5 separate regions of the Zea mays genome follow, and regions 2, 3, 4 and 5 are each linked to region 1. Evidence: chromatin contacts called from public Hi-C data. All regions are on one chromosome and are shown on one strand. The core of a region is the stretch at or near the end of the contact, and the rest is flanking DNA. Distances in the headings are between cores, read along the strand shown.

Region 1 (3,703 bases), core at 888-3,387:
ATGGTTTTGAAAGAAAAAAATCCTGAAAAGACTTATAAATTTTATTGTCAGAACTGCATTTTGATGCATGGGTTTTTAGTGTTAGTAGATCTTTCGTGTTTACGCTCTTTAGTTAAAATCTTGGAATTTTATCATATTTAGGTTGGTTTGGATATATGTTCACTGGTTTCACATGATAATTATTTCAAGCTCTGCTCATAGTTATGGACCCGTATCAGTTGATAGATCTATGTACTGATTCTTTCATTACCAATAAATGTACTACAGGACTATGGTTGCACGGACGAAGCAAAAAGTGAGCAGCTCGTAGCTCCGTCCAGGAGAGGAGATTCAGGATACGGTAAAGAAGATGGATTTCATAATGTCAATGAAGGTCATGATGTTTGGTCCAAAGCAACTATTGGTAGTAAGCAATCATGCATGCCCGGAACGGGAATCACGAACCTAGATCTGATACTTTCCCAGATGAGCAGAATGAGAAATCAAATTTCCATTGGTAGAATTCAACCACCAATAGGTGCCGAGCCAAGTGACAGATGGCTCAAGCGCCTACAGCCTGACATACCAGATCCTGACATCCCTGGTTCCAGGAGGCCAAACGTTGGAGGCAGCCCTCCACTCAGGCAAAGAAATCGTTCGTTTGACATGGCACTTCCTTGCAACAGGACTGACACTGGAACAACTGACTGTGTTATGGAGGACCAGAGCTTGGATAAAGTGGAAAAAACGCAAGAAAAGCAAGAAAGTACCCCAATTCCAGCGAAGAGCGTGAATAGCTGGATAGGAAGATGGTGCCAGGGAGGCACTCCTGTTTTCCATGAAGGCCCAGGCCAGGGAAGGCAAGCAACAAAGCCTGGCCGGCCATCTGAAGAACTCGAAGGTCGGTTCCCAAGCATTGCAGCGATGGCGATGATGGGGCGAGCGATGAACAAGCTTCGGCCGTGCGAGCATCAGAAGATGGGGCCACTTGTGGTGTGGAAGACAGATTGACCTCATATATATATGTTTTTGGGTGTAATATAGTGGTTTCTTTCCAAAAAAAGAAAAAAAAATGAAAAGCAACAGTGAATTTTGCCTGGTTTATTGTTTATGGTGTAATAAACCATATGATGGCTCATGGTTTATTGTTTTCTGAAGTGAAAGTAGCTAGGTGTAGTGGATACTGGTGATGTAATGGTCTGGTCTCATATACCAACAATATAATAATATTTTACTGTTTACTGTGTCGTTATGATGATGTGTTGAGGCATTGTCAAGATGAATTTGTGAATTATCCCTGAACAGAAACATCAGTCTTCGTTTTTGTTTTGATAGGGGAACCGTCATGCGCCAACATGTTGTAGAACAGCTAATGATGAAGCAAAATATATATAAAAAAAGATGATGAAATCACAATCCGTGTAACTGGGAGCAATGAACAGCTGGCAAGCAATGAACTAATTTCGTGTAATTGGGAGCAAAACACTGTTGGCTCGAAGAAGAAAAAAAACAAGTCATGCATATTACCAATGTTTAAATTTTGAAAATGTGAGCTATTATTTCCAAAACTAGGATGGCTTTTTACTGACGACCATCTCGTGAAACATGCATGACTAAGGAGGGGAGGACCCCACATATTGGTAACAAGACATGGAAACGTGTACGAAAGGTGAGACTGCAGGTATCATCAGAGCTCTAATCCATATGATGCAACACCTTTCTTTTCTTCCCTTGTCAACTTCCCCACCCCTAAACCAAACCAGAATCGCATGGTTTATGACAAACCGACAAGCGAAAGAGGATACCGGATACCAGCCTATCAGCATCAACAGGATACAAAAATGCTAATGCGATTTTGTTGTAATTCGGATACCAGAACAATGCTTGCTTGAACAACGCTTAGAGCAATGATATGGTATGGCTCCATTATTTCTCTAACTATAACTTGTTTGTGTTTTAGTGGGGAAAGAATATCTTTATTTATTAAGGCAGCAATCAACACTCGATCGGTTTGCCGCCGAATTCCCCGGCGGTGCCTTGTTCGCTGCATGCACCAACGATTTTGTTGTAAGATGTTTGAGAAGCAAGCAACTGTCAGCACTCAGCAGTGCCAAAGAGGCGCCTAGCCGCCTACTCCATCTCTTGCTTCCCTGCGGCATTCTCTCGGCGCTTCAGATATCCAAATCCCTCGCCGCAAGCCTTCCCCTTCAGCCTGCCCGCCGCTGGCGCTGCCCTTCTTCCCCGCCCCCTTCCATTCCGTCTGCATCCGTCTTCATTACCATTCTTACGCTCGGGCGGTTCGTCGTCTCGAGCTTCCTTCCCGGGATCGACGACGGCAGGCCGCTCCGCGGTGATGGCGGGCCGGTCGCTCGCGGAGCCCAGTCTTCGGTCCGCCACTGACGACGACGTCTCTGCCGTGCCCTCTACCACCACGTCGGCTGCGCGCGGTGTGTCTGCCCAAGACGAGGGGCCGGCGAGCGGTGTGCTGGTAGAGTGCAGGATCTGTCAGGAGGACGGCGACGAGGCCTGCATGGAGGCTCCTTGCTCCTGCAAGGGAAGCTTGAAGGTACAACGCGTCATCGGCCGTCATGCTTATCCGATCCTAGTCCGTTTCAGCAATTGTTTTTGGAGGAGCGAGGGGAGAAAAGTTCCAGGAATTCGAACTTCGGAGGGTTAATATAATGTGTTCTGTTGCAGTACGCCCATCGCAGATGCATTCAGCGGTGGTGTGACGAGAAGGGAGACACCGTGTGTGAGATATGCTTGCAGGTGAAATCCTAATCTAGTGCTGAGATAGTGTTTCACATCCAAAAGAAAAAAAAAAGAAAGAAAAAGGAAACTAAACTGACTGCTATCTTGTGATCCACGGCCGTGCAGCAATTTGTGCCAAACTACACTGCCTCTTCAAAGCTGTTTCAGCGCGGAAGAAACACGTTTTTCTTCAGGTAGGTGCCTTGGGACTTGGCTTGTTATCGCAAGAACGAATCTGACCGCTAACCAGGAGTGCATTGTATACCCATCCATCCATCCATCCATCTATCTCGTTTCTCAACCTGCAGTGCTCCTGGCTACATCCAAGCACGGCCGATGCAGAACGCGGATCACTCCGCTACGTCGACAGGCTACGGACACGACCAAACGCCGGATCCTACCGGCGTACTATGCTGTCGCATAATCGCCATCGCTGTAAGTACAGTTCAGTACATGGCCGGTTTCCTGTTCGTCCAAAAGAAAGAAGAGTTGACATTCTGAAACGTCCACCCTTCATTCAGCTGATGGTCCTCCTCGTCTTCCGCGACGCCGTCTCCGTCTTCCTGGGTGACCAAGACGCCTACACCGTTGCAGTGGTCACGGTAAGGCTCTGGATCACAACACATCCTTGCAAACCTAGGTGCGTCGCATGTGGATGCTTGTCTAACCTACCTAGCACAAATCATCCTCCTTGGGAAAAAAAACAGCTGCTGATGCTTAGAACCGCGGCCATCGTCATTCCGGTCTACATCATACTGGTGGCGGTTACCGAGCTGCTGCACCGACGCCGGCATCGGCAGGTTTGTCTGGATCTTTTTACGAAAGGTCATGCTGCAAGATGACCGTACATGCAGTTTCAAGCTGAGGCGTGACTGGCGGTGTGCAGGTTGTGCACGGCCAGGCTTCAGATCATGCGGCAGAGGAGCGGACGCAGCCGCAGCAGCATGTCATCAGCATTCAGTAGCAGGCTGGC
Region 2 (3,703 bases), core at 435-2,934, 250 kb after region 1:
GGCCATGCTTCGTTGCGCCGAAGGTCTTGCGTGAAGAAGCAGCTTCGGCTGAAATCGTCCCCAGGAAATGGCCGAAGGTTCCTTTTTATAGAGCTTCGGCGTTGCAAACCGACATAAAGATAGAATGACCTTTTTATCCATAGAGGTCTAAGATAATGTTGTAAACTTTTGTAAAGGGCATAATTATAATTCGTCACAGGCTGCGTCCTGTGTCTATAAATAGATGAACAGTACCCCCGTACTGGACACACGAACCTGTCATTTGCCTTCACATCACACTTGTATTCTTCAAGACCGAAGGTACATTTGTAATTTGGAGTCATTTACATTCGTTTATAATAATAAAAATGGAGATGATTTTATGATAACATTTAAGTATTTTCATATCTCATGATTTATATGAATGCTTCGTTCCTCATTGTCACGCTTACGAAGCTACGTCCTTCGTAACCTTCGTCCGAGATGCTTTATATCCCAAAGGGATATAATGTTATGGAGGACGAAGGACTTTTACACTTAACATTTTCTATGTTGCCTTGTTCTTAATTCTTAGCATTTGAGAACAAGTCCCCAACAATAGCCTTATAGAAAAGGTGTACAGTCGCCCTAAGCACTGCGCCTTTGTGACGGTAGCCTACGCCTCGTTCAGCAAATGTCCTTTACAAGTACTGGGCAGGGACCATGGCGCCAATATAATGAGGGCAATGAGCGTTCGAATCAGTCATCTGTCACACTACTAACTAGGCATGAATGCGTGCATGATGGAGGCCCTGGACCGGAGTTGCCAAGACGGTCAGAACTGAAGAATTGCCGGAGGAGCTCGTGTTCCGTGATTGTTTTTGCATGAGTATGCCTGCACTGCACTGCACCCTCTCATTGCACAACTGTGACGGATGGGCGCTGGTTCCGCACATGCCGAGTGTCTGCTGCCACGCTCTCCCGACGCCGAGCCGAGCCCGCGGCCAACTACAGGCAAGCACAGTCTCGTCGCTGCAGCGCGGCCGGCAGGCCCCCTGCGGCGGGACAGCGACGGAGCCGGCCAGCCGGGGCTGCTGGTCCGGCCCACCGCACGGCCGCCGCTGAGGTCACACGGTACGCGGGCGCGGCCGACCCATCTGCCCCCTCCGTCCCCGCACCCGGCCGACGGACGGCCGGGATAATCCCTCCCCGCCCGTGACCACGTCTCCTTTCGAATTAAAGCGCCGTGCCCACCCAAGGACGGGGGCGCCGGACCGCCGATTAAAGCCTGCGGTTTGCACATGCACCCCTGCGTTCCTGCGCAATTACGCCCGTTTAATCGTCGACAAAGCGGGAGCAATTCCCAAGTAAAGCCAGGATCCTCTTCGATACAGAAGCTGTGAATCCACCTCGCTTCTTGTCTCATTGCCACCTGGGCCCCATACGTTAGGGTGCAAAATGAAAAAAAAGAACACAGTTTTCTCTGAAAGAAAAAAAACCTAGATCCGTTTTTTTCTTGGATTAGAGTTAGGAGAGCTGTAGACAAAGCCCCCGCCACCGGATTTGGGGTGATGAGATTTCGCTTCATCTATCTGCACGGGCCTCGTGAGCCGTACACCGCAGACCGTCACTTTAATTGCTTCTTTGTCCGTACATGCCCCGTGATAAACAAACCATTCCCCGCAAGAAACAGCAAACAGGCACAGCCCTCCCCTCCTCCACTCCTCGCCCTCTCTCTCTCTCTCTCTCTCATCCCGTCCCGAGAAGCGGACAAAGCGCGGCGCTGCAGATTTCGATCCGGTTCCCAATGCCTCCCATGCTCGCCGTCGCCCCGTGCTAGCTCCTCTCCCGTCTCCGCTTCCTCCACCTGCCGCGCCAGCGCCACGCCGCCTGGATCCGGCGAGCGCGTGGCCGGGAGCCTCAGATCCGAGCGAAACCCAGCCTTCCCGTGGTGACGGCCTTCGCTCTAGCTCCAGATTGGCTGGCGGCTGCCATTCCTCCTCCTCCTCTTCTCGCTCGAGGTTTCAAGGCGGGTCCGTTCAGCTCTGGTGGGTTTTCGGGTTTGCTCATACTTTTTCTTCGGTTGGTTTGCTTCAGCGTGGTCCAGATTTAGCTGCATTTTCTCGGGCTGTGTTTTTTCTGTGCCAGAAATCTACGGAGGAGTCTTGCCGCCGCTTTAAACGTAGAGGTAGAGCTGTAGTATATATTTTGGCGAGTAATCCTGCTTCTTGCTCCGTTCCCGTGCTAGTGCTGGCGTGACAGTGGAAAGGCTTACTGTTGCCATGGTATTGGTGTGACGAACCCGTCAAGGTTTTGCGCAAGATGTGGAAGCAGCTCCTCAGCAAGCTGCCCCGGAAGTCGCCGGCCTGCGGGGATTCGGGCCAGTGCAGCAATGGCACCGGTATACAGCGCACGAGCAGCTGCGGGAGCATCCCGCCCGGCCGCCCGGCCTCCGCCATCCGGCGCATGTCATCCGCCGTCTTCCCCTCGAGTGTCGTGGCCGGTATCGAGCCGCTGGTCTCGTTCAAGGATGTCCCCAACTCGGAGAAGCAGAACCTGTTCGTCAGCAAGCTGAGCCTGTGCTGCGTCGTCTTCGATTTCTCGGACCCGAACAAGAGCTCAGTGGAGAAGGATATCAAGAGGCAGGCATTGCTGGATCTTATAGAGTTTGTCGAGTCGACCAACGCTCGCTTCTCGGAGGCAGCCATCGCGGCCTGCTCTAGGATGTGTGCCATCAACCTGTTCCGGGCGTTCCCTCCGAGTTGCAGATCTGGCTCATCAGGTGGTGGTGAGGGCGACGAGGAAGAGCCAATGTTCGACCCCGCGTGGTGCCACCTGCAGCTTGTTTATGAGCTGCTGCTGAAATTTATCGGATCCTCGTCCTTGGACGCGAAGGTAGGGAAGAAGCACTTTGATCACTCATTCATCGTGAAGCTCCTTAATCTTCTTGACTCCGAGGATCCAAGAGAGAGGGATTGCTTGAAAACTATTCTGCACAGGGTATATGGGAAGTTCATGGTACACCGTCCTTTCATCCGCAAAGCAGTGAGCAACATATTTTACCAGTTTGTCTTTGAGACTGATCGGCACAATGGGATCGCGGAGCTGCTGGAGGTCTTTGGCAGTGTCATTAGTGGGTTTGCATTGCCTCTGAAAGAAGAACACAAGATCTTTCTTTGGAGAGTTCTGATTCCTTTACACAAACCAAAATCTGTTGGTGTGTATCTTCAGCAGTTGACCTACTGTGTAACACAGTTTCTGGAAAAGGACCCAAAGCTTGCAAGCTCAGTGATAATTGGTTTGTTAAGATATTGGCCGATAACAAACTGTCAGAAGGAAGTGATGTTTCTCAGTGAGATTGAAGAGATCTTGGAGTCTACCAGCCAAGCAGAATTTCAGAAATGTATGGTACCGTTGTTTCGGCGAATTGCTCATTGTATTACCAGTTCCCACTTCCAGGTAACATGCCCTGACAAATCTAATCTAATAAGTGTTTCAGTTGCTTGTTGCAGTATGCATCTCAATAACCCAGGTGCCATATGGAATTAGGTTCATTCTATATTACTTGCACCTACCACTTCTACTATAAACCTAATCTTATTGGTGGCAAGTCTGGAAAAAAGGAGTAGATATAACTCAATCAGACTCTGACAACCAGGTTATTTTAGTCCCTTCATGTGACTAGCATTTGAAGGTCATAATTTGTCAACATGCCAAATGAATAAACATCTGAAATAATTGTGGA
Region 3 (3,703 bases), core at 443-2,942, 250 kb before region 1:
CGCCATTTCGGTTTGTTCTGCCGTTGGCAGTCCATAGGCATACTATTATTGCGCTCTCTCTTCTCCAAAATAATTTGAGGGGTGACCAAGGACCCTTGTAGGCTTGAAGATCAATACTCCGTACATTCCAAATTATAGTTGATCTTAGTTTTGGACATGTTATTCTGCTCACAGTTCTCGACGATACATAAGTCCTACAGCGGTTTGCGCTTTTCTCCAGTCCAGTAAAATAGCTAATGTGACGTTTTTGTTTCTGAAGGTGTATTTTGGCATGCTTGATGGTTTGCTGGCTGCAGAACAGCTTCCTGAGGAATACCAGGACCGGTGCCAGGTAAACCATTATCGCAGTCCCGGTTTCATTATTTCATTCATATAGCTCACATTACGTTTATCATCGTTGCGTGGCTGTTTCAGGATATACTGTGTAACGACTGCGAGAGAAAAGGCAGGTCACGGTTTCATTGGCTCTACCACAAGTGTGGTTTCTGTGGTTCTTACAACACCAGAGTTATCAAGACTGATACGGCAGAGTGTTCTCGCCCTCTATAATTTCTTTTATGCAATCCATTTGTATATATATATCGACGGGGTAGAAACCTTGTGACCGTAGGTGTGATAGTTTTTTTATAGAGTGAACTGGGGGAGGAACCCCACCTGGATGTATTATGAGGAAAAAGTGACTGTGCACATGAGGAGTCTGAGAATTACTCGCTCCCGTCCCAAACTAACTGTATTTCTACGATTTGAAATATATTCGCTCATATATTTCCTGTGTTGCCCTTCAGCTGTTTCCTGGGAACATCTCGGTTTGTATCAGCGATACAGTTGGAGACCTTCTGAACACTGTCCCCAACTCAAGCCGACTCAGTTGAGCTGAAGAGCAAATAAATACTCAGGTTGCGATTGACATGGTACATTCTCGTCTGATCTTTTACTTGGAATGCTCTTCTTACAAGTATGAAGTATCCTCTTCAGTCCTCTGACCACAAGTAGAATCTTCCAGAGACCCAGAGATCCTAGATTGCGAGCACCTAATATTTTTTTTTGGTATGCCAACGTGTCACATATCTCTTACGAATTGATCGGACACATTACGTAGTCAGCAGCAGCACCGGGCGCACTATCACCGCTGCTGCTGCTGCATGGATACTCCAAATACGCGTGTCTCCAAGAGGCGGCGATTCCTGGACTGCAGGCCAGGTTTCAGAAACTTGACTGCTGCTTCGATCAGCCGAGCCTTGTTCCTGCTGGACACTGACCTTGGGCTCTTAACAGGCGATGCCACCTTGTGTGCGTGCCTTCGTGCCCACAATGGCCGTGTATATGTAAGTATGTAACGTTGAGCTGACCTGCATTGCCGTGGCGGCGGTCGTATCGTTTTGAGATTTCGAATATGTTTAAACGTAAAAATGAAAAAAGGATACAGGTTTGATGACCTTGACCTAGCCCCGGCCATGTAATAGCATTAGAGAGTGGGTCGTGGTTTGGGCCTGCGCGCCTTTAAACTGTATTGGGCTTGGCCCATGTACAGGAACCAAACACATGGTACAAAATCTAGGTATTGTGAAATACTTCTGCCACTGCCACTACTGCCAGCCTGCCAGGGATCTATTTGTAAAAAGACAATGACAAAATTGACATCAAAGCGAAAAAGAAAGAAAAAACACCCTGTCCTCACCAGTTCAACGCCTCTTCTCCGTTCACCCGGCGTGTGCTCTGCCTCTCTCTCTCTCTCGTGCAGCGACCGCCGACGCGCTTCGCCAGACCTTCGCCGGCGACGAGCACTCACCAGGTATGCGCACCCTCTCTCTTCCGCTCCTTCTGCGCGGAACCGATAAAACTGGAACCCTAGCCTTAACTATTTGGCTTTCTGTATTTGGATCTGATCTACTTACAACTGTACGCATTCGTACTACCTGGTTCCTTTGCAAGGAATACTGTGTGTGCAAGTGTACGCCGATGACCCATGTCCCTTTCTGGGTCTGGCCTGTGTAATGGTAGTGGTTTTTTACCACTTCGCTGTGGCTGTGGGCTGATTGAATCCAGTTCATTCTCCTGCACATTCTGTTACTTCTAGATAGATTTATGTGCTGCGTGGTTCGGTTAGGTTCTACGTTTCCACCTGTGGCACTGTTGCTGATAAGTTACCAAACCTTTGTGGGTACTGCTTGAGTGTGCCGGTCACTGTAGGCTAAGTCGTCCTGGCCTTAAGCCTCGATGAGATCTATTACTTGTAGAATTTAACGTGGTGAGATCTCGTCGGTGATTAGATTATCATTTGTCATTGAGTGTGCTTTTGTGCCTTGATGTTTGAGTGTGCTTTTGTGCCTTGATTATTGAGTGTGCATCCGATGATTATTGGTGCGGCGGAACCATCTAAATTTCGGCTTCCATTAATTATGTTTTTGCACTGTTGTTTTATTCCTCGACCCTTGTTCCATGGACTGGTTGACTGCACTATGGACTGTCGATTTAGTATGGACAGCGTTCCACATAATCACCAGAGATACTCTAACCTATTTTATTAATCTGTACCTGTAGGGAGGGCCTGGATTTTGTTCATTTTTTTTCTTAAGTGCCTTTTTTTCTGTGAATAACCCATGTAGGGCGTGAAAATGTCAACAAGCTCTTTGAAAGAACCCAATGTTTCTCAATCAAAAGACGTGGAGAATGGAAATGACAATTCTGTGAAATCCTGCATTAGCAAGCCTGTGTTGAATGGCAACAAATGTGCCAACAAGGAACAAAATGTTCCGTCTTGTTGCCCTGGCGCTGTGACAAATGGAAACGAGGCTGGAAATGCAGACGTGGAGTACATTGATTCTGAGAATCTAGTGGATCTACCAGATGTTGATGCAGCTCTATGTGTATGGCACCTGTTTGCATATTTGTGATATTTTATTGGACAGATTGGTTTCTCTTTGTTTTTAGTTCTAGTCAAAGCTAAGTTTTATTGTTTCTACTTTTTCAACAGACCTTAGTTAAAAGGTTGGATTCAAAGGACTGGGTTATGACATGTGAAGCTCTCAACAATGTTCGTCAGTTGGCGATGTATCACAAGGAAAGATTGCAGGAGCTGCTGTAAGTTGTTTCCATCATATTATATGCACAAGAAATGTGTTTCCCCGTTGGAAAATTCTTCACATATCTTTTGGAACCACTTATCCATGCCAATGACAGAGAATATCATATCTCCTTTGCTAATTGTTTAGCACGAACTGTTTGAATGCAGGGAGCCTCTAGTTCCTCTTATCGTGAAATCTGTGAAGAACCCAAGAAGTGCTGTATGCAAAACAGCACTGATGACTTGTGCTGACATCTTTAAGGTCTATGGTGACCTACTGGTTGAGTCTATTGATCCACTGGTGAGTATCGCTATTCATTTAAAATTTCTTGTATTAGCTAAAAGGTCTTTGAAAACATCTTTCTGTCAACTGCTGCATTCACAGCTAGTGCAGCTGTTTCTAAAGGCTTCACAAGATAAGCGTTTTGTCTGTGAAGCTGCTGAGGCAGCTCTTACATCGATGACAAGTTGGATCTCCCCATTACTACTGTTACCAAGAATGCAGCCCTACCTCAAGAACAGGAATCCGCGGGTTCGAGCAAAAGCATCAGTGTGTTTGAGCAAGAGTGTACCTTGCTTAGTAAGTGAACTTTCTTGCCTGAAAATTTTATACAGCTGCAGCTTCTGTAACCCAATTCT
Region 4 (3,703 bases), core at 630-3,129, 180 kb after region 1:
ATGCACTGTTATCTTGTAAAAGTGCACCCACATGTGAATAGTCGCATCTGTTTCAGACATCCAAACTCGTAATCAGGCTTGCCCGGTGCCCCGTCCATATGTTGTCCTAGGACAAAAACAATTGTATCTATCATTGAGATTGGCTGGAGGTTTTTCTGCCATATCATAAGTAACAGAATAGTTAAGAGCTTGAAATTGTTTCAGAAGGAAGATTTCTAGTTAAGCTATGACAAAAACGAACTGAAATAGTTGTGTTGTTAGTTCTTCAGGAACACATGGAGCACCTGAACATTAGCAACTTGAGAATTCAGTGTGGATTGATATTAAAATTTGAATTTGAACGTAACTTGTGCAGACCAACAGCCTAGTTTTACTCTCTTCGTTTGGCTTGCAGGTGAAAAGATCGTTGAGCCAGTTCACTCCTGCTCAATGGGACAAGGATCAGTGGCATCCTTTCATGGGGCCACTGCGGTTCATCCAAGTGCTGTTCCTCTGCGTTGTCTTCATGACCGTGGAGCTTAACACATTCTTCCTTAAGTTTTGCCTTTGGATCCCTCCAAGGAACCCCTTGGTCGTGTACAGATTGATCCTCTGGTGGCTGATCGCCATCCCAACCATCCGCGAGTACAACTCCTACCTGCAAGACAGGTTAGTCCAAGAGCGTCATTCATTCGTTAGCAACAGCACGCATGACCAGCATTAGAAAATTTTAAATTGGTTACTAATATTTGGTGCTGGCGTTGGTCATCACAGGAAACCGGTGAAGAAGGTTGGAGCCTTCTGTTGGCTCTCTCTAGCTATATGCATAGTGGAGCTGCTTATCTGCATGAAGTTTGGGCATGGTAAGCTTCCCTCTTTCACTTGTCAAATCAGTATAAAATCTGATATATATGTTAAAAAAGGCTATGTTCTACAAACCGTTTGCCTGACGTTCAGCAATCTGAGCAGGGCTGTTTCATGACCCGATGCCTACCTGGCTGATCATCTTTTGGAGCTCGGTCGGGACTGCACTCGTGATTTTCTTGCTTTCGTGGTCATGGAGGAGTCACCAAAGGTTCAGGAGAAAGCAGCTCTGATTGTTTCAGTTTGCTACTTTTCTTTTTCGAATTTTATATAGGCGTTGTACATATTTGATATGGTTTGTGATGTAACTTACGTTTTAGGGGTGGCCATTTTTCTGCTGCCCCTGGCAGGAACTTGGTTTGTCACGATAGATCATGCATTGTTGACAACATGAGATTGATTAATAAATTGAAATAACCGCGACATCATAACCAGTTGTAATTAATTATTAAAGCAAGGTCACTGCATATTTTGGTTCCAAACTAATTCTGGGCCAACAATGCACAGTTCTGTAATACGAATGACCAATCATTATCTTGGATGGTGTATTCTTTATTCACTTTGTAATTATGCTAAATTAATTATGCTACGTTGTAAGTGAGAGAGAAATTTGAAAGCTAGGTTTGCTCTGAGATTTGAAGTGGTGTCTAATACGGCACCGTCTAATACAGAAACTATGTAGAAAGTCTTGGATATTTTTTGGCTTGCGAAGTAAGCCTGTTCGCTTACTTTAATTCGTACCGGTTTGTTCTTCGACTTTTACAAATTTTTTTATCTTTATGAATTACATTCAAATAACTAACTTTAATTTGAAGTGAATAGCCTGGATCCACATTGCAAATGACAGGAGCAGGATTCCCAAAGACCAAAGTTTTGGTCGTAATAAATAATTCCAAACCATGCTCGAGTTAACAAGCCTGTTTTGCAGCCTTTTGTGGCGGTGAGAATCGTGAGATTGTATAGACGTTTACTCGCACGAATCTTGATGTGCCTTATACGGCTCGCGCAACTCCGACGTCATCGTCCAGATGCTCCAGCCCTAACCGCGCATAAACCCCGCGCCGCCGCTGCCGCCTCCTGTCCCGGTCGGATCCTCCGCGCCGCTCGCGCCGCCCTCATCTTCCCAGCCCCAACGCGACGCACCACAAGGGCCCTCGCCATGTCGAAGAAAGTAGGACGAGCGAAGAAAGCAGCGGGCGGCGGCGAGCTGTCCCGCTTCCTGGAGTCGCATCTCCAGACCATTAGCGACACCTTCCAGGTACGGCGTACGAGCATGACCCAACCAAACCGCGGTCTTGGCGCAGCCCCGATACCATCCCACGCGATAACCTCGCCGCGCGGTTCACACGTTTGCTTGCTCTTGGTTTGGTTTGTCAGATGATGGCGGAGTCGGCTCCGGGGGCCTTGGAGCGGACGGAGTGGTCTGAGGTCGTTAAGCTCGGCGACCAGGTCTCCAGGCAGGCCACCGTCGGTATGTCCAAAATCGATCGATTTCATGTAATAGTTTCGCGAGCTTAGCTGTCCGGAGCATGCATATGTAGCTGAATTGATTGGGAATTTCGCTGGATGTACGTGGTGTTTTCAGCTTAAAGTTTGACAGGTTTGTTCTGTCTGAACTAATACGCCCATGAGGGGTCAGATTCCGGTATTGGAATTAACTGGGCACTTTGCAGTTACCAGAGTCTGTATAATCTCTTTGATGAACATGAATGTATGTGAGTATCTGTGTTAGCTCTATAGGTATTTGGCAATTTGTTTTAGCTACCTTTGGGTCATTAGTATACACCTTCCATCTGGTTGCAGTAAATCGATACTGTTTCGTTGGTGATGCGACTTGGCATTTATGGTTTTTGGCCGATGTTTGTCTTATGCTGCAGCTGGAATGCTCTGGAGCGGTGACTTGCCTGATGTAGAGACCCTCAAAGAGAACATCGTTGCTTATTTCAACATCCTACAGGGATTTCTTTTGGTTTGCCACGGAAGCATGGTCGGTGCTGGGCCTACTCTACACAAGTCCATCTTTGGGTCTGCAAAAGACGTGGTTGACTCTAGCTTCTCATTGTTCAAGCATGCTGTCTCTGCTTATGGTATGTAAAAAAACCTGCCAAGGTGCTGTTGTATGTAACAATGCCTTCCGATCAACCCTGCTGATTCTTTTATTTGGAAGACATCAGTCATAATTTAGTGTAAAGCAATCTTGCTGAAGAAATAGTCACTTGAGTGAATTTGCTGATTTGAATTCCACATATTTGAAGTGAGGGGAAGCATGTGTCATTTTAACTTTGTTGGTTGCATCATATTGAGATCTAGTCGAGTGAATTAATAGTAAAGGACATCTGAAATAACGACAAACATGCAATCTATTACTTTCACCATCAAGATAGACTCCCACATCATTTATTTTGATCCCTGAGAAGATTTTAAATTGGGCTAACATATCCCCTTTTTTAAAACTAATGCAGAATCTCGCAGCTCTGACCGCAACACAACTATACCCCAGGTCACAGGAACTGTATGGGAAGCTTGTGCTGCTCTCAAGAAGGTGCCTGCATCAAACTGCATTGCCATAGGACGAGCCATGACCAGGATAGGTGTGTGTCTGAAAGATGTTCTCCGAGAAATGAATGAGCTCCCTATTGGTGGTTCTGGTGATAGTACTGCTGAGAAGTCTTCCAATGGTGTTGTCGACACAACGAGTTGTTCTGATAGAGATGAGAGGTCTGATCTTGATTTAGATGATGACGACGACGATGAGTTCACTGAAGAAGAGGTTGCTGTTGCCAAGTTGGTTATTAACGTGGTATCTGATTCCTTGGTTGTAGTGAAAGAGGCAATTCGTTTCATTACTGGTTTGCTCAGG
Region 5 (3,703 bases), core at 569-3,068, 170 kb before region 1:
CATTATTTTATTATTTGTGTTCTGTATTCCACGTTTGACAGCTATTTTCACCACCAAGCTCTTCTCCCAGAGCTTAACAATTGCTGCTGACAGACCTTGATGGTTCCGGTTTCTCCCTTCAATGAAGTTTAGCAAGCTATAAGAAGGCATTTGCTGCCAATTGGTAAAAGCTATTACAGGCAAAAGTAATATTGACACTGTCAAAGGTACCTAGAGCAAAATGGCATGGAAGGTTCCTCGCTAACTTTCGCAAGTTAGTCAGCTCTGCATTGGTAAGGGTCGAACGCATTCCAGTCGGAAGAACTCTATACGGTGTTTTATAACCAGGGATTGTTTGAGGCAACAAGTCGGCATCCACTGGTAAAATACCAGTTCCCCACCAATCCACAAAACGAGGACCCAGCTCATCAAGCATCTGGTTGAACTCCAGCTCTTCCTCCGTCATGTCCTCAGTATTCTGTGAGTTCAATAGGGACACGTTTGCATACTGTGTAGCCAGACCTGTCCCCTGAATATTACTCTCAACAGGGTTGGAGGCATCTGGGATGAACAATGCACCATCTTCGCCCTTCACTGGTGATGAGGCACCATTTAGAGCCTGAGATTTCAGAGGCCTTTTGTAATTGCTCCCTCGGTAAACCACCATTACACTTCCAGACCTCCATATGATCAATCCGCCTGTGCGTCGCTGATCAATGCACACAAACTTGTGTTAGGAATCCATTTTTGAAAGACAAACAATAACGCCAAGTGGGACTCAAATTCACCGTAAATTGGAAAATGCAATGCAGGTTAAATTGCCACTGTCGCATCACTAAACTAATCGGTATTGAGGAACAAGCTGCAAGTGACACATAATTTGAGATCAGAGATAGAGGGCACTAGGGCAGGGGCAAAATGGTGCAAACCTCTACGAGCTCATGAGCTGTCTTCATGTCGTGCGCGAGGTCCTCGTGGAACTTGAGCCGGACCAGCTCCGACTTCCTCCAGGCGTCATGGATCTTCTCCGTGACGGCCGTGGTGACTCCAGCCTTGGGCACGGTGATGCGGTCGCGAAGCGTCATCCCCAACCTGCGCAGCCGGCGCAGCTCCCCGTCCTCGATGGTGAGCTCGGCCAGCGTGGGCGCCTTGACCCGTCTCCTCTTGGTCCCATCCTCCTCGTCCCTCACCGGCCCCGTGGTCTCGTCGTCTCTCTCCCACGGGAGGACGGCATCGTCGAAGCCCGCGGCCGCGAACTGGTGGTCGGGCCGCGCCCAGCCGCGGTGGAGCAGGTCGCCGAGGCGTTCGGTGCCGTCCGGGGGTGCGGCGGCCGTGGCAGCGGAGGCGGAGGCGGAGGCAGAGGGGTCGTCTTCGTCGGAGGCGAGGCCGAGGTTGCGGAGGCGGTGGACGATGCGGTCTATGGACGTGGTCGGGGACGGGATGGGAGCCGGAGCTGGGGCGGGACGGGAGGGGTCGGAGGGCGCCCACCTCTGCAGCCACGGAGCGCCGGTGCTGGGGGCCGCGCGATTGCCACCGGTGGAGGAAGGGGAGGAGGCCGAAGCCGCGGCGGCGGAGGACGAGGAAGAGGAAGAGGAGAGGAGGCGGAGCGGGAGGAGGCTGTGGATGCTGGGGCGGGACGAGAGGCGGAAGGAGTGGTGGAGCGGGAGCTCGGAGAGCGCCATGGAGCGAGGGCGGACCGGCGGTTGGGGTTTTTAGCCCGGTGGCGCCATGGATTTGGGGTGAGAAGGCGTGTCGGGTTTTGGCCTTGCTGGTGGCGGATAAGGGGAGAGGACAGGACACCGGAGAGGATTTTCCTCTTTTCTTTTTCTTTTTTTCCCCTTCTTCGGTCCGTGTATGTGTGTGTAAAATTATTTACATTCTAATGACAATTGCAGTTTTGTTTCTTGATCAATCGACTATTATGATGTCTGGATATTCCATGATCAGTCAACTACTATGATATCTAAATGTATTGTTCTTTGTATTAAATGTGTGGAATGTATGTTTGATCTCGTATAGATAACGGTCAGTTGGCGGAGTCCGAAGGAGTTGCAGGTGAAGACCCTGAGCAGCAGTCGGTTGGTGAAGGCAAGTCCCTTGACCCATCTATGTCCTACTCATTCTTATAATTCATTCCCCGCATTTACACAGTTTATACCTAAGAATTGAGTAGCTTTTGTCTATCTTGTCCTTGGTTACCTATTTTGGTTGGGTTATTTTATTTTAGCTTTATGCTAGCGCTTCACATTAATCAATGAACATGATGAGATTATCTATGATACGCTGTTTTCTCTTTTGATTATGATGATGGTACTGTGAGATTTAGGGGGCTCGAGCTGTTTCTCGAGTGCCTCTCCGTAAGGACCTATTCGTTGGATGACCGCCCGGGAAAACAGTGCAACCATGAGGGTGTAGTGGGACGCCCTTAGCTGAATAATTAGAGGAACTGAGGTGTAGTTCGCTTCGCCGTCGTGCCGTTAATGGGGCTCGGTGTATGCGGCTCGCTCTGCCAAGGTTGGTTCGCCCCCTTGGGGAGGAGTGCGGTGCATTTAGGAAACCTAACGGGTGGCTACAGCCCCAGGAAATCTTTGTAAAGGCTACGTAGTGAAACCCTACCTATTCACCTTGGTAGTGTTTAAGGGTTTGATCGGCCCGAGGCAAGAGGGAATCACGGCTTGTGGGTAAAGTGTGCAACCTCTGCAGAGTGTTATGAAACTGATATATCAACCGTGCTCATGGTTATGAGCGGCCAAGGGAGCTCCATTGATTAGAGATACTTGATCAGAGATGTATGGTTTACAGGAGGTGACGAGGACGATGGTTTTGGTTATGCCTATGGTACTGGTAAGTGGTATTCTTTTCGTTTGGAAAGGGTACATCGGGTTAATAACTTGGGTTAATGCTAAAACCTGGCTTTCTACTAGTAAATAATAACCTGACCAACTAAAAGCAACTGCTTGCTTAACTCCACATAAAGCTAGTCCACTACAGCCAAACGGGACATTTTGCTGAGTATGTTGATGTGTACTCACCCTTGCTTTACACACCAAACCCCCCCAGGTTGTCCGTGTTGCAACCACTGCTCAGGTGAAGATGAAGTTGTGGAGGAGGACTTCCAGGAGTTCCAAGAGTACGATGAGTTCTAGGCGTGGGTTGGCGGCAAACCCCCAGTCGGCTGCCTCTGTAGGCCGTGTGTATCTACGTTTCTTTTCCGCACTTTGATTATTGTTAAAGACTATGTGGATGTCTCGGACATCATGATGTAATCGACTATTATACCCTATTTTATGTCATTGTTTGAGCACAATGTGATGATGTCCAGTTATGTAACTGTTGTGTACGTGAATTGCTGATCCTGACACGTACATGGTTCGCATTCGGTTTGCCTTCTAAAACTGGGTGTGACAGAAAGAGAGGGGAAAACAAATCAACCAAGAAATAAAGCGGATGAACATGGTGATTTGTTTTACCGAGGTTCAGTTCTATTGAGGTGGTCACAAAGACCGGGTCTCTTTCAACCCTTTCCCTCTCTCAAACGGTCACTTAGACCGATTGAGCTTTCTCCTTAATCAAACGGGTCACTTAGACCCCACAAGGACCACCACACACTTGGTGTCTCTTGCTTTGATTACAAGTCTCTTGGGAACAAGAATGAGGAAGGAAGAAAGCGATCCAAGCAACAAGAGCGCAAAGAACACGAACAAAAACTCTCTCTCAAGTCACT

The links. A called contact is a pair of places that touch in the nucleus more often than the background predicts.
Region 2: a Hi-C map of ear shows a contact between it and region 1, with 1.7 times the contacts expected there. The contact joins the promoter of LOC100282594 here to the promoter of LOC100193856 in region 1. A contact is called at or near these places in 3 of 25 Hi-C or Micro-C datasets (ear, leaf and tassel).
Region 3: a Hi-C map of endosperm shows a contact between it and region 1, with 2.1 times the contacts expected there. The contact joins the promoter of LOC100273726 here to the promoter of LOC100193856 in region 1. A contact is called at or near these places in 7 of 25 Hi-C or Micro-C datasets (bundle sheath, ear, endosperm and 3 more).
Region 4: a contact with region 1 is called in a Hi-C map of ear, with 3 times the contacts expected there. The contact joins the promoter of LOC100194118 here to the promoter of LOC100193856 in region 1. A contact is called at or near these places in 8 of 25 Hi-C or Micro-C datasets (bundle sheath, ear, endosperm and 3 more).
Region 5: a Hi-C map of tassel shows a contact between it and region 1, with 5 times the contacts expected there. The contact joins the promoter of LOC103630698 here to the promoter of LOC100193856 in region 1. A contact is called at or near these places in 12 of 25 Hi-C or Micro-C datasets (bundle sheath, ear, leaf and 3 more) and 1 of 3 datasets of contacts at active chromatin or transcription factors (seedling).

The regions. Positions count from the first base shown.
Region 1 is chr6:174,462,268-174,465,970 of Zm-B73-REFERENCE-NAM-5.0, forward strand. It overlaps LOC100193856 (RING/FYVE/PHD zinc finger superfamily protein), which reads left to right and starts at 2,138. Exons shown (of 7, transcript NM_001138937.1): 1 at 2,138-2,545; 2 at 2,677-2,748; 3 at 2,857-2,924; 4 at 3,039-3,165; 5 at 3,252-3,332; 6 at 3,438-3,530; 7 at 3,617-3,703. The coding sequence starts at 2,333. The coding sequence ends at 3,694. LOC103630699 reads left to right here. Exons shown (of 4, transcript XM_020539644.2): 4 at 268-1,231. The coding sequence ends at 990.
Region 2 is chr6:174,713,857-174,717,559 of Zm-B73-REFERENCE-NAM-5.0, forward strand. LOC100282594 (Serine/threonine protein phosphatase 2A 57 kDa regulatory subunit B') reads left to right here and starts at 1,685. Exons shown (of 3, transcript NM_001353132.1): 1 at 1,685-2,006; 2 at 2,107-3,417. The coding sequence starts at 2,281.
Region 3 is chr6:174,212,052-174,215,754 of Zm-B73-REFERENCE-NAM-5.0, forward strand. LOC100273726 reads left to right here and starts at 1,693. Exons shown (of 6, transcript NM_001148136.1): 1 at 1,693-1,792; 2 at 2,607-2,867; 3 at 2,975-3,081; 4 at 3,233-3,365; 5 at 3,450-3,644. The coding sequence starts at 2,616. LOC103630692 (zinc finger protein-related) reads left to right here. Exons shown (of 14, transcript XM_008651747.3): 13 at 260-331; 14 at 415-777. The coding sequence ends at 549.
Region 4 is chr6:174,639,239-174,642,941 of Zm-B73-REFERENCE-NAM-5.0, forward strand. LOC100194118 reads left to right here and starts at 1,880. Exons shown (of 4, transcript NM_001139171.2): 1 at 1,880-2,101; 2 at 2,221-2,314; 3 at 2,721-2,930; 4 at 3,306-3,703. The coding sequence starts at 2,003. It overlaps LOC100283193 (phosphatidylserine synthase 2), which reads left to right. Exons shown (of 13, transcript NM_001156095.1): 11 at 395-648; 12 at 754-842; 13 at 949-1,381. The coding sequence ends at 1,076.
Region 5 is chr6:174,297,579-174,301,281 of Zm-B73-REFERENCE-NAM-5.0, forward strand. It overlaps LOC103630698 (CRM-domain containing factor CFM3, chloroplastic/mitochondrial-like), which reads right to left and starts at 1,819. Exons shown (of 9, transcript XM_008651752.4): 1 at 909-1,819; 2 at 211-688; 3 at 1-116. The coding sequence starts at 1,661.